Regions from separate parts of the Ovis aries genome. Here region 2 is linked to region 1. A link is a contact called in public Hi-C data. All regions are on one chromosome and are shown on one strand. The core of a region is the stretch at or near the end of the contact, and the rest is flanking DNA. Distances in the headings are between cores, read along the strand shown.

Evidence for each region. A called contact is a pair of places that touch in the nucleus more often than the background predicts.
Region 2: a Hi-C map of tail adipose tissue shows a contact between it and region 1, with 2.9 times the contacts expected there. The contact joins the enhancer-like site here to the promoter of PRSS23 in region 1. A contact is called at or near these places in 2 of 16 Hi-C or Micro-C datasets (both in tail adipose tissue).

The regions. Positions count from the first base shown.
Region 1 is chr21:8,278,841-8,285,755 of ARS-UI_Ramb_v3.0, forward strand. PRSS23 (serine protease 23) reads right to left here and starts at 3,712. Exons shown (of 2, transcript XM_004019398.5): 1 at 3,610-3,712. It overlaps LOC121817470 (a long non-coding RNA gene), which reads left to right and starts at 4,029. Exons shown (of 4, transcript XR_006057383.1): 1 at 4,029-4,556.
Region 2 is chr21:8,349,668-8,356,582 of ARS-UI_Ramb_v3.0, forward strand. All of the region lies in intron 3 of LOC121817470 (a long non-coding RNA gene), which reads left to right. Among named protein-coding and RNA genes, the nearest start is that of ME3, 67 kb to the right of the region's middle. Within about 2 kb of position 2,489, at least 24 of the 54 cell types and tissues checked have an H3K27ac peak or open chromatin away from gene starts, as enhancers often do. A contact at or near this core is called in tail adipose tissue, where this site is marked.

The DNA of each region.
Region 1 (6,915 bases), core at 2,462-4,961:
GAAAGCATGAACTCTTAACCACTGGACAGCCAGGGAAGTCCCCACCCAACTATATGTTAAAAGAAACTGTGATTCAGATTTAAAAATTAATGCAGGTCAAATTATTCCAAATTGATTTGGTTTTGAAATACCTGATCAGAAGCTGGAAGATAAAGTGATATGTTCTCAGGTCCCCCCTGGGTTTAAACTGACAACGGTATTAAAGTTACAAGCTTCATAAGTTGCTTACTCTCTTACCAAATGTATGTTTAGGATGGTTTAGAAATTGTTTTGAACAATGATCTCTTAGTCTTCTAGGTCTGGTTTTTCCAGGAGCCTTTCCCCTTCCCCAGGAACTTTTACTCAAAGAATTGTGGAAGGTGGAGGTACAAGGGGAAACGAAAAGGAAAATTTATCATGCTAGTCTCTAGCCTGTCTGGATGACAAGATTCCCCTTATCTGTTTGCAAAGGAAACCAAGGCCTCCAGCAGAGGGCGGCTTTCAAGAATGAGTGGAGGATGGCTAGGTGAGAAACCTCTTAGAAAAGTTCCCAGAGGGGGTGAGTGAGGATGTGTGTGCACAGTGGTGTTGGGGGACAGACAACAAGCTACTTCCACTCAGGGCCTTTCCTAAGGCATTCACACCTTGCCCTGACTCCTCCCCTATTAATAAAACACTTTAAAATTAGCTTGGTGATTTTGCATTAATTTCTCCATTCACCTGATACTGGAATAATTCCCCAGGAGACAATTATTGTTTCCATTTTTATAAACTCTAGGTAAACCTTCACTACGCCCATTTCATTTATTTAAACATAAACACTCTAAGATGAACACATTCATAATCTCACTACTGGAAAGGTAACTCATGGGTACATAATTTTTAATTCTCTCCTGCCTTTACCAATGGCTCACTTTATCCTCGTAGAACTGTCTGGAAAACTCACACCTTAGAAAAGAATGAAGATTTCCAAATCTTATCCTTGTATCTAACTCTCGATGAGGAAGATTCAGGTCTATAACATTTCATTTCTAGGACTAAGCCTTTACTGGATAAGGAGTCCTTTGATACAGAATTATCTTTGAACGTTCCCAACTGAGTATTTCCATGCATCACTTGACCTAAATGACAAAGCAGAACGGAAAATGAAGGTAAGCAAATATTTTCTGGCTGTGCTTAGTAATATGGAAACAGTATTCCTTTTCCAGCTCTGTATATCTGACTCTCAAGAGGGTTACACTTTCCATGTTCCATCATTCACCATGAGCCACTGTCCTGCTATCCACTGTCTTAAAATATTTATATGTTATGAAGATGCTGCCACTTGGTAAGTGCACGGATAACCTCACAGGGCGGGGACGCTGCTCGCTGCTCATGATCAGCTGTGCACACCACAGTGCTGCCTGGAGGCTGTGGGCAGAGACGCTCTCCCAGTTCTGCACCTCGAAAACTGCAGCAACACGCATCTCCTGCAGAGGGCAAATGTTCGGGAACTGTGATATAACTTCTACAGCAAACAAGTGTTGGCAGGGAAGATCTAATCCTCAGGGTATAAGTTCTCTGTTGTACAACATCTGAATTCCTGGGACCACTATAAACAGTAATGACAGAAAGAAAGAGCAGGCAAGTTTGTGAGGATAAAAGCTCTGGATGACATTCGGAAGGATGGTGGAGGGTTTTTTCTGTGGCCAGGGATACTGAACAGTAAAACCATGCTAATTCCTAAAGCAAATAGCTAAAAATGAACAAAGCTCTGGTAACACTCCGCAGCCAGGCACGCTCTCGTTTTCCTGAGGCACTGAACCTGTTAAAGGGAAACAAACCTAATCACATAATGGTTTAAGAATTACAGTCTTGTACAGGAAAGAAATGCAGGGTATTTACAAGCCCAGCCACCTTAAACATCATCTTGTGGTCAAACGACGTTTAACTTCGTCTCTATCAGATTTCAGGCAAAATGAACCACCCCAGTGAGCCTGGGACAAACCTGGCAGCAGAATAAGAATAGTAGAAAATGGTCAATGGTAAGACCCTGAGAAAAGAATTCCCTAGGGTCAGGGAGAGTTATGCATGAATAATGGCCAGTGGATTCAGTCCTAAGGGAGCTATGAGAAAAGATGTTCAGGAGAACCTGAGACTCTTAAACACTGCAGACAGGGGCCGGTAATGTTCTCAGGCCCGCTAATGGGAACTTTGGCACTTATACTACAGACAGAAGAATGCACCCACATTCACTATCTACCTGAATAAGTTGTCACTGTTACAAAAATGAGGTCCATATTAATTACCTTGGAAAAATGCTTCCGTTCCAGTTCAGGCGTGGGAAAGCATGACAAGTTATCACCTGACTTTATTTAAGTGGGAAAAATACAGGTGAAACAACTTATTCAAATGCAGATGGTGTGCATATGATCACAAACGCTTTCACAAGTACATATAGTGGCTTTTGTGGCAGTTTCTGCTTCTCCACTCTACCTCCAATCCACCCCTGTCTAACAGACCTCTTGAGAGGTGCACGTATAAAGTCTATTTTAAATGCTCTATGCACAAGTATGATTCTGAAACAAGTGTAGTAAATAGCTTGGTATTAATTTGGCTTTCAGCTTTTGGCCACAGCTGCCTTCAAACCACAAATTCAACTCTTTATCACAGGGCCTCCTCGAAACGATACTGACACTGGCCGATCTGCGCCAATCCTTCGCGGATCTCCTCCTAAGGAGCCGCACAGGGACCACTCAAGTTCAGTTCCAGGAACTAACAGAAGGCAGCCCTAGCCAACAGGGATCCCGAACAACCAGGAGCTTTCCACCAGCTAGGCGCTATTTCTGAAGTCTCACGGGTGTCACCCAAAAGGCAATAAAACAAACAGGATTTTTATCAGCTGCTTTCTCATGAGATGTTTGAAAGCAAGCCGAATTTGTATTCCGAAGAGGAGTGGGAGTTATCCTTCATCTAAATTATTCTTCTCGCTCTTGTGAAATATTTTTAAAAACTTCTTTCAGCTTTTATTTAAAAATGAACCCACGAAGAATGTCCACACGCTGAAGAGGAAAGATTTGCTTCCAAGAACTGTTGCTAGTTCACACAGCGGTTCCTAGCGCAGCGCACGGCCATCAGTCACAGCGCCAGAGAAGAGGGCCTTTTCTCCGACCTGTTTGCTGCCCTCTCCTTGCTTGCCAAGGTGTGTTCACAGTTACATGCCCAGGGTAAAAAATTAACTTGCAGACCTTGCTGGAATTGCAGACCTTGCTGCAAAACTCAAGGGAAAAAGTAAGTGTGTGTGTGTGTGTGTGTGTGTGTGTGTGTGTGTGTGTGTGTGCGCGCGCGAGCATGCCCAGAGCAGGCTTCTTTTCTATTCCCACCCAGCATCCGAGATGGTAGCTGCGAAAACTTGCTTTTCCCCACTCCATCCGCGGGTGACACCGTGGAAATCCAAACGCCCTGCGGGTCTCGAGTCTCCGTGGAGCTCCCGCAGGCCGCGGGTCCCAGCCCTCGAGCCCCGAGGGTGGCCGAAGCGAGGTCTCCGGGGCCCCCGCAGCCCGCAGTGCCCCTGCCTTGAGCGCAGAGGCCCTCCCTTTGTCCGGTGCCCCCCGCCCCGGGCCGGCGCCCCTCGCCCGCGCCCGCACTCACCCGCGCCGGGTGGCCCGCCGGGCCCCGGCTCGCCGCGCCGCTCAGACAGGTGTGGGCGCCGGGAGGGCGCGCGCAGCTCCCATGCCGGCTCTGCGGCGCGACCAAGTGCGAGCGGGGCGGGCGGGCCGGGGAGCCCGGCCGGCGGCCGACGGGTCCGCCCCCTGCGCGTCCCAAGCCGGCCGCCCCGCCTCCGGCCTCGGGGACGCCGCGCCCCCGCCGCCCGCGGCCCGCCCCCCGCCCGCGGCCCCGCCCCTGCCGCCCCCGAGGCCCCGCCCCTGCCGCCCCCGCGGCCCCGCCCCTGTCGCCCCCGCGGCCAGAGGCTGGCTCGGGGCTGCAGGACGGCGGCGCGCGGCTCAGCGCAGGTGGCCCCCGGCGCTCCCCTGTCCCGGCTTCGCCGCGCTTGCCCGCGCCGGCTCCCGGGGAGCCCCCTGCCGGAGCAAGCCCGAGGCCTTTGCTGCCGGCCCGCCGCCTCCTGCTCGGAAAAACCAGCCCCCTCAAAGTCGACAGCCTAGCGCCGGGGCTCTGGGCCACACCTGGTGTGCGCAGAACCCCTCCGCGAGTTTGCAGAGTTGGAAGCAAATCCTGTGCGCTCCTCACCCCACATGCACTTTTGAGAGTTTTCAGAGTCTTTAGGTGATGCCCGAGCTCCTTCCCGCTTCACCCAGCCTCTGGGGACCCCCCCAGGGGCGGAAACCTGCCTCCCGGTGGCAGGACCGCCCAGGCTTTGCATCCCCTCCGGCTGCACCCAGAGCGGGGCCCCGGGCCCGGAGCGCGGCTGGGGCGAGGCAGCTTCGAGGGACCGGCTGGTTGGGGAGCCCACCGGCCTCGACTCTTTATCGGGGCGCCAGCGGGTGGAGCCACCTCCTCGCCCAGTGGGTCAGCTTCCCTGAGTCACTGCAAGGGACCCACGGTTCAGCTGGAGAAAGTACTGATTACCCCTCTGACAGGTAAGGCCCAGGAGGAGGGTTTTCTCAGTTGAATGACTTGCCCCAATGCACTAAGGTCACGTTTTTTTCTTCTATGAAGCCATTTAGCCTGCCTTTCCTTTCTCCCACCCATGTGTTAGTTCCTCAGTCATGCCAGACTCTTTGCGACCCCATGGACTGTAGACCCCCAGGCACCTCTGTCCATGGGATTCTCCAGGCAAGAATACTGGAGTGGGTTGCCATGCCCTCCTCCAGGGGATCTTCCTGACCCAAGGATCGAACCCTCATCTCCTGTGTCTCCTGCATTGCAGGCGGATTCTTTACCGTCTGAGCCACCAGAGAAAGAATTTCTCCCACCAAAGCCTGCTGTCAAAAAGAGAGGGGTCTCACAGGCTATTTCACACCAGTGTGTTAATGACAGACCCAGGGTGCTCGCATTTGTCACTGATGTGCTTGTCACTGTTGGTGATTCTAAAACCTGAGGGCACTGTGTTAAAGGCAAAAGTATCTTCAGCCTCCGCAGGCTTGGCTTAAATTATTTTCTTTCAAAATGTTGCATTGCTAGCTATAAATATAAAACCAGATATAAACTTGTGTTATAGCTTTTGAACAAGCCAGGAATAAAGCAAAAATAAATTTGTACATCAAATATAAAGTCCTTCTCCCAGAACTATAAAATTTAAATTACTGATGTTTACTCAATAGAACTCGCCTGCCAACTCAGGAGGCATAAGAGACTCTGGATTGGATCCCTGGGTCAGGGAGATCCCCTGAGGATGGTGTGGCAACCCACCCCAGGATTCTTGCCTGGAAAATCCCCTAGACAGAGGAGACTGGTGGGCTGCAGTCCATAGGGTGGCAAAGAGCCGGACAGATGGGAGTGACTTAGCACGCCTGCACGCAGCTGCTGCACGCGTCGTGTATCTTTGGCCCGGAAGTGAGTACGTCCGGGTTCTGGTGGCTCTACCAGTCTTATGGTGTGGCCAGTGCCCTGTACTGAGTCACTTTTCTCACCTCTTTCCTCCCTTCCAGCTACGTCCCTTCTGTTCACACCCTGTGTCATTGTAATAGTTGACTTTCACTTGAGTTGCATGTATCATTCGAGATTAACTTCGTGCTGTCCCTTTCTTATTAGTGTAATGAGGAGGGTGGTGACTGCTGGTGTCAAGGCAGAGCTCACAGAGGCACTGAGATCACAAGGCAGTCCTTGGTATCAGGCGGTTATCCCAGTGACCCAGAATGTGTTTATGTTCATTTTTAAAAATCATAACTATGAAAAAATTAAATTATGGGTCTCCAAGGGTCTATAGCTCCCAACTAGAGAAACACTGTTAACAGTCAAACACCTCACTTAGTAGAAGAACCAGGGAAGGAATTAGAAGGAGAAAAAGCGGGAAGAGACTTACAAAGCACCTATCAATGCAAGGCACTGTGAGCAGTCCCAGGGAAACTCAAACTGGGGCTCTGTGATATCCAGAGGGGCGGGGTGGGGTGGGAGGTGGGAGGGAGGCTCAAGAGGGAGTGGACCTATGTATACCTGTGGCTGATCCATGTTGATGTATGGCAGAAACCAACACAACATTGTAATCATCCTTCAATTAAAAATAAATAAATTAAAAAATATTTTTTTTAAAGAGATGGCCACAGGAAGGCAATCCAGGAACGTAATTAAGAGCATGCCAGTAACATTCAACTATATGAGTACTAGTTCAGGGTCTGCCACTTACCGGTTGTGTAGCTTTTGTAACTTTTCTGCACCTCAGTTTCCTCTTCTGTAAAATGGTGACTACCTCATAGTATTGTTTGAAGGGCTGAATCAGTTGAAACACAGGAAGGCTTAGCACGTGGCCTGACACATAGTAAACCCTTCATGAATGTTAGCTCTTGTTGTATCTGTTATGCACAGAGACAATGCCTTCACTCTGCTTTGGAGCACTGTACTTTAGGACCACCTCAGCTGAATTTGATATTCACTGCCCATTTGCTTTGACAGTTAAATATATATATATGTATGTATGTGTATATATATAGATAGATACTTGGCTGGCCAGGCTTCAGTTGCAGCACACAGTAACTTTGCTCTTCGTTGTGGCATGATGGACCTTTAGTTGAGACATGTGAGCTCTTAGTTATGACATGTGGGGTCTAGTTCCCTGACCAGGGATCGAACCCAGGCCTCCTTCACTGGGAGTGTGGAGTCTTAGCTACTGGACCACCAGGGAAATCCCTGTCCTGGCAGTTTTTGAAATTCCATTGTCACCAGTTTGGGGAGGTAGCATCTTAGAGAACAGGGTAATTTCCCCATCATTCTGAGAGGGAAACTGAGGCACAGAAGGACCCGAGAGCACCTCCCTCTCCTGTCTCCTCTCCCAGAACCAGC
Region 2 (6,915 bases), core at 1,239-3,738, 70 kb after region 1:
AATGAGTCAGCTCTTCCCATCAGGTGGCCAAAGTATTGGAGTTTCAGCTTCAACATCAGTCCTTCCAATGAACATTCAGGACTGATTTCCTTTAGGATAGGCTGGTTGGATCTCCTTGCAGTCCAAAAGATTCTCAAGAGTCTTCTCCAACACCACAGTTCAAAAGCATCAATTCTTTGGCACTCAGCTTTTTTTATATTCCAACTCTTGTATTGATACATGACCACTGGAAAAACCATAGCTTTGACTAGATGGACCTTTGTTGACAAAGTAATGTCTCTGCTTTTGAATATACTGTCTAGATTGGTCATAACTTTTCTTCCAAGGAGGAAGTGTCTTTTTATTTCATGGCTACAGTCACCATCTGCAGTCAGTCTGGAGCCCCCAAAAATAAAGTCTGCCACTATTTCCACTGTTTCCCCATCCATTTCCCATGAAGTGATGGGACCAAATACCATGATCTTTGTTTTCTGAATGTTGAGCTTTCAGCCACTTGTTTCCCTCTCCTCCTTAACTTTCATTAAGAGGCTCTTTAGTTCTTCTTCACTTTCTGCCATAAGGCTGGTGTCATCTGCATATCTGAGGTTATTGCTATTTCTCCCAGCAATCTTGATTCCAGCTTGTGCTTCTTCCAGCCTGGCATTTCACATGATGTAATCTGCATATAAGTTAAATAAGCAGGGTGACAATATACAGCCTTGATGTACTCCTTTTCCTATTTGGAACCAGTCTGTTGTTCCATGTCCAGTTCTAACTGTTGCTTCCTGACCTTCATACAGGTTTCTCAAGAGGCAGGTCAGGTGGTCTGGTATTCCCATCTCTTTTAGAATTTTCCACAGTTTGTTGTGATCGACACAGTCAAAGGCTTTGGCGTAGTCAGTAAAGCAGAAATAGATGTTTTTCTGGAACTCTCTTGCTTTTTCCATGATCCAGCGGATGTTGGCAATTTGATCTGTTGCTCCTCTGCCTTTTCTAAATCCAGCTTGAACATCTGGAAGTTCACGGTTCATCTATTGCTGAAGACTGGCTTGGATAATTTTTTTAAATTTTCTTAATTAATGATAAACACCTTCACCTTTCTCTCAGAGCCTACCCTCATCTGTACCTTCCATTTCTTCTCTCTGTATCTCATCATATTTTGTAGAAGCCTCTGTGAGTGCACACTGCCCTGCCCTGTTTACCAGTACCACCATATAAATGGGGCTTTCCAGGTGGCTCAGTGGTAAAGAATCTGCCTGCTAAGCAGAAGATGCAGGTTCAATCCCTGGATTGGGAAGATCCTCTGGAGAAGGAAATGGAACCTACTCCAGTATTCTTGCCTGGGAAATCCCAAGGGTAGAGGAGGCTGGTGGACTACAGTCTATGGAGTCACAAAGAGTTGGACATGACTTAGTAATTAAAACAACAACCGTCTAAAAAGGTGAGTTCTTTGTGGGCAGCAGCCGTGTCTTCTTCATGGCAGTAGTTCCTGTAAAATAGCATCATGATGCTGTATGGTTGGTTGGCCCTCAGTTCTTGTTAAGTGAATGATTAAATGAGTGTACGCATGGCAAAAGGGAGATGCATTTATTTAGACCTTTTGGGCCTTCTCAGAGCTCAGCAGCTGGGCTGTGCCCATTGTTTCTACTTACAGCTCCTACCAGGTTCCCTGAAGACCCAGTAACTCTGTGCCCATTTGGATTTTTTGAGGGCATTCCCAATTGTCCCCATAAGACAGCACGTCCCAGAGGAGGGATGAAGACGAAGAGAGCCAACTCTCCATTGGGGGAAATCAAGGATGGGAGCTGAGCCACTCCTGCCCGATTTCAACAGAACCCTCTGTTGCACAGGGAACAGAGGAGAAATTGTTCATCCACATCTCATTGCTCATGGAAATATTCCGACTGCAAAGTCAGCATCGGCTTTGATTTCCTGCCCTGGGAGGAGGCCAGGTCAAAAGGCGCCAAGGGGGCCTGTGCAGAGTCAGAGGGCTCATGAGATGGGGTGAGAGGAGACCCCCATGCCCCGTCTGTGTTCGGCAGTGGAACTTCTAGCACTGGGGGTGGTCAAGCCAAGCCAGCCCCGTCCTCTCCTTAGGCTCCTCTGAGAACTCCAGCCCCTCTTGGAACCACCACAGCCGGAAGTGTGAGGGTCAAAGCAGGCCTGAGGGTCTGTGCCCGGGGCCTGCACTTGCTTCCTTGAAAGGAACTGCACAGGGAGGGTCTGGAGTGCTGGGCCTCTGAGGGGCCTGAGGGTTAGGGAACCAGAGGCAAACCCAGCCATCTGAGTCCCCTTAAAGAGGACATCAACTAAAATAACCTGGGAAAGGCACTTCCAGAGCAAAAGTACGTCCAGTTGCTGTCTCAAAGCTAATTTTAAGAATGTCCTTTTCTCTTGAAATTTCATCACCATGACTCATCGCACTGCAGGCCAAGATTCTGAAGCTCTGAGTCAGATTGGGCCCTGAGAGCTGAGGCTCAATGGGAGTTTTACCTAAATAAAGCCTGCAAGCGGGCCTGCTGTGATAGATGCCTTAGAAATTTGCTAATTCAGCAATGCACACGCCCTGCACCTCTGCTGTTCACACAGTTGCCCGCAAGTTCCTGGGGCTGTTGGTGTGACCAGGCTTCTCTCAGGTGTGAGAACTTCCTTCTTCTTGCTTGAACCTTCAGCTAGTTTGTTTCGGTATCTTCCCTATGAAGGTGGGTCCTTTCCTGTAGTCTGCTCAGCCCCTCTGTAGCCCCTTTTGATGTGATGTGCTGTGCTCAGTCGTGTCTGACTCTTCTTGACCCCATGGACTGGACCCACCAGGCTCCCCTGTCCGTGGGATTTCTCAGGCAAGAATACCAGAGTGGGTTGCCATTTCCTTCTCCAGGGGATCTTTCCCACCCAGGGATCGAACCCATGTCTCCTGCGTCTCCTACATTGGCAGGTGGATTCCTTACCACCGCACCACCTGGGAAGAGCCTTTTTGATATTTGCAGCCAAAATGGTGTGACGATTAAGCACAAATTCCAGAAAGGATCCAGACAGGGTGACGTTCTCTAAGTGCCAAGCAAAGGGAATGGCATTTACATTGGGATTTTTGAAAGTCGCAGCTGGAAGGGGCCTCAGCTCATCACCTTCCCTATCATTATATAGAGATCCATGTTACCTAGGACTCAGATCGACAGCTTGCCCAAGGTGACCCAGCCATTAGGAGGAGGATCCAGATGTGAAGCCAGGGTCTGCTCACATCTTGACCTCTTGACTCAACTATTTCTGCTTTTGTTTACTCCGTATCCAGATTAATCTCTAGACTCTACAAAGCCTACATCTGGGTGTTGGGGGAGGAGGGGACATAGAGGAAAGTGAGGAGGCCAAGTTCAAGGCTGACCACCTGCTTTGGTGCCCCTTGAGCTCCAGGTCAGGGACCTGAGATGATGGTGGCTGTAACCATGGCAACAGGAGGCCTGAAGAGTGACCCTGGAGGGGAAGCTGGGACTGCTGGGGAGTGGCCCAGAGGCAGAGACCCGGTCTCCACTCAGGGATAGTGGCCACAGAAGGTTAATAAAAGTAAGAGACACGTGGAGCTTGGCCCAGGGGACCTTTGGCTTCTCAGCTGTCCCTGGGGCACACGGTGGGTGGTGCCCTTATCGTGAACGAGGGGGTGAGGTGGGGCATGCAGGCATGTAGAGTAAGAATAGCTTTGCAGTCAGGTTGTTGAAGTCAGAATTTTGGTGGGGGGAGGTTGCCACAGAGGCCCACTCTCCTGATGTAGAAAGGCTTGTCCTGGGGTCCCAGAGACATTACAGGAACCCAAGCTGGGCTCCATAACGCAGCCAAGACTCCTGGGGCCTAAAGTCGGGGCTCTGGCAGGAACCCGAGGGGCTAACCCCAGCTCTCTTCCCTTTGACTCAGTGTCCCTGCCCTGATCTCTCCATCTCTGTCTCTCTCTGATTTTGTACTCACTTTCTCTTGACATCTCTTCTTCTTCCTGTGCATCCATGCTGTTTTCCCCTCCCTCTGCCTGTAGGTCTCCTCACTTTTGTTAACGTGTGACCCAGAATGGCTGCTCCTGTATTAAGTGCATCTTAACAGCCTTCAGCTCAGCTTCCGTGACTTGGTGGCTATAATTTTCTAGACTCTAAAATCTAAAAGAGGAGCCCAGTGGGCCCAGATCGCATTTCTGAGCCTGGCTGCACGAGTCATAGGCTGCTGGCCATCCCACGGATTAGCTGCTCTTGTGTCAGACCTCCAGCCTCATGCCATCAACTGTGGCCATGGGCGCAGTCAGTCAGCCAGGAATGAGACAGAATAGACGAAGGAAGGTTCCTGACCTGCAGAGCGTCATCTGTACATTCAGCTGAGCCACTTCCAAGACACATGACTCTGGGCAAGGCGTCTTACTTCTCTGGACCTTAGTTTTCCTCATCTATAAAATGAGGGGAATAATACCTAATTCCCAGGATTGTTAAGTGAAAAGTGAAAGTGTTAGTCGCTCAGTCGTGTCCAACTCTGTGTGACCCCATGGACTGTAGCCCTCCAGGCTCCTCTATCCATGGGACTTCCCAGCCAAGAATACTGGAGTGGGTAGCCATTCCCCTCTCCAGGGGATCTTCCTGACCCAGGGATTGGACCTGGGTCTCCTACATTGCAGGCAGATTCTTCACCATCTGAGCCACCAGGGAAGCCCAGGGTTGTTAGGAAGACCAGATAAATATGACATGTAATCAAGCCACGCCAGGCCCATGGCAAATACCCAATAAATTATCGCTATTATCCACCGGAAGTGATTTAGAAGAGCTGGAGTCTTGGGTACGCACAGGACATTTTGGCCTATGTGGCCTTTTGGACTTCTCCCCCTTTTGTCTTTCTCCATCGGGAATCGTGTTCTCTTTCCCCTCTTGATGTTTGTTAATTTCTCCCTTGTTGTCAGTGCTGTAACCCAATGCTTGAGGATTTCACAACAGGATGCACTGGAGCCAGTGTTTTCCATTTGGATATGACTTCCATGTTCTTGCCTTGCTGTTGTCAATAACTTTAAAAGGGTGGAGGGTGTGGTTTACTGTACTGAATACGGCTGTGATCTGTGTTTTTGAAAATTGCTCGGGCAAAGGAAGGAAGTTGTCTGTGATGACACTGCTGGCTTTTATAACATAAATATGAAGCTCTGTGTTGTTGTTTGGCAAAATTCCCAAAATTTCCCTCAAGAAGCTCAGGCCAAGTTGAGAGTCAACTTCAGAGTGCAGAGATATATTTAATAAAAGGCAAAAATTACTCCAGATGCCAGAAATTGTTTTGCACAGCCTTCTTTCTCTCTCCATCAGTTCTCTATCTGTACACATTACATAGTCATTGCCTGGAACGTTGAATGGGTGAGCTGTGTTCCTGAGAATGTCAGTGTGAGGGCGGGTCTGGAGAGTGGGGTAGGTTACTGGAGGTTGGGGCAGTTTGGAACAAATGAGGGAAAGGGTCAATAAATGGAGACCGGGTCCTAAAATGAAGATCATGGCATCCGGTCCCATCATTTCATGGCAAATAAATGGGGAAACAATGGAAACAGCAACAGACTATTTTCTTAAGCTACAAAATCACTGTGGATGGTGACTGCAGCCATGAAATTGAAAGACCCTTGCTCCTTAGAAGAAAGGCTATGACAAACCTAGACAGCATATTAAAAAGCAGAGACATTACTTTGTTGACAAGTATTGCCAAAACTATGGGTTTTCCAGTAGTTATGCACGGATGTGAGAGTTGAACAATAAAAAAGGCTGAGCACTGAAGAACTGATGCTTTCAAATTGTGGTGCTGGAGAAGACTCTTGAGGGTCTCTTGAACAGCAAAGAGATCAAACCAATATCAACCCTAAAGTAAATCAACCCTGACTATTCATTGGAAGGACTGATGCTGAAGCTGAAGCTCCAATACTTTAACCACCTGATGCTAAGAGCCAATTCATCAGAAAAGACCCCGAGGCTGGGGAAAATTGAGGGCAGGAGGAGAAGGGGACAACAAAGGATGAGATGGTTGGATGGCATCACTGGTTCAATGGACATGAGTTTAAGCAAGCTCCAGGAAATAGTGAAGGGCAGAAGCCTGGTGTGCTGCAGTACATGGGGTCGCAAAACAGTCAGACATGACTGAGTGACTGAACAACAACAAGTCCTAACAGCCATGGTCAAGGCAAGCCTGTACTAGGTTAGAGCAGGGAGACAGATGTGTTGCAAAAACCGAGGGAGAATCTGTGGTGAAAAGCCAGGTCATTCTAAAGATTTCAGTAAGGCCTGCAGGACCCGGACTGAATTCATGGGCATGTGAGCTGTCGGGTTGCACGGGGTCCCACCCTCAGAAGGGCCCCATGCTTACCTTGGTGCTTTGTTGTTGATGTCTTGATATTCTTAAGAAGTTTTAAACATGAGACCCTATATTTTAACTTTGCAGCGGGCCTTGAAAATTATGTTGCTGATCCTGGCCAGGGAGCACTGAACCAAAGACTCATCTCCAGAAATACAAGCTGGCATGAACAAGAGAAGCATGATGTAGTTACCCCTCCTGGTTATTAGGGCTGGGGACAGGGGCAGTCATCAAGTGATTTTAGAACCTAATATTATAGAACCAGGCAGAGGTTAGGGACCCAGCTTGAATAGGCAAGGACCTTGGCGGCAACTGACACTGCAGTAAAACTGTGTCTTGAAGCGTGCCTCGTGCCTCGGGGGAATTGACGCACAGAGCACTGGGCTTAGGAAAGCTGCGCTGGTATCCGGTGTGTATCCGCCAATCAGCTGTGGCCCCCAGCAGAGTCTCACGGCCACAGCCAATCAGCAGAGAGGAAGAGTAGTCCAGGCAAAGGAGGTCGCCCATAGATGGTAGATGCTAGCTTTGGCACTTACGGATGTTGTGGCTTCAGGTAAGGAAGGCTCCTTACTTCTCTGAGCCTTAATTTCTTCATCTATG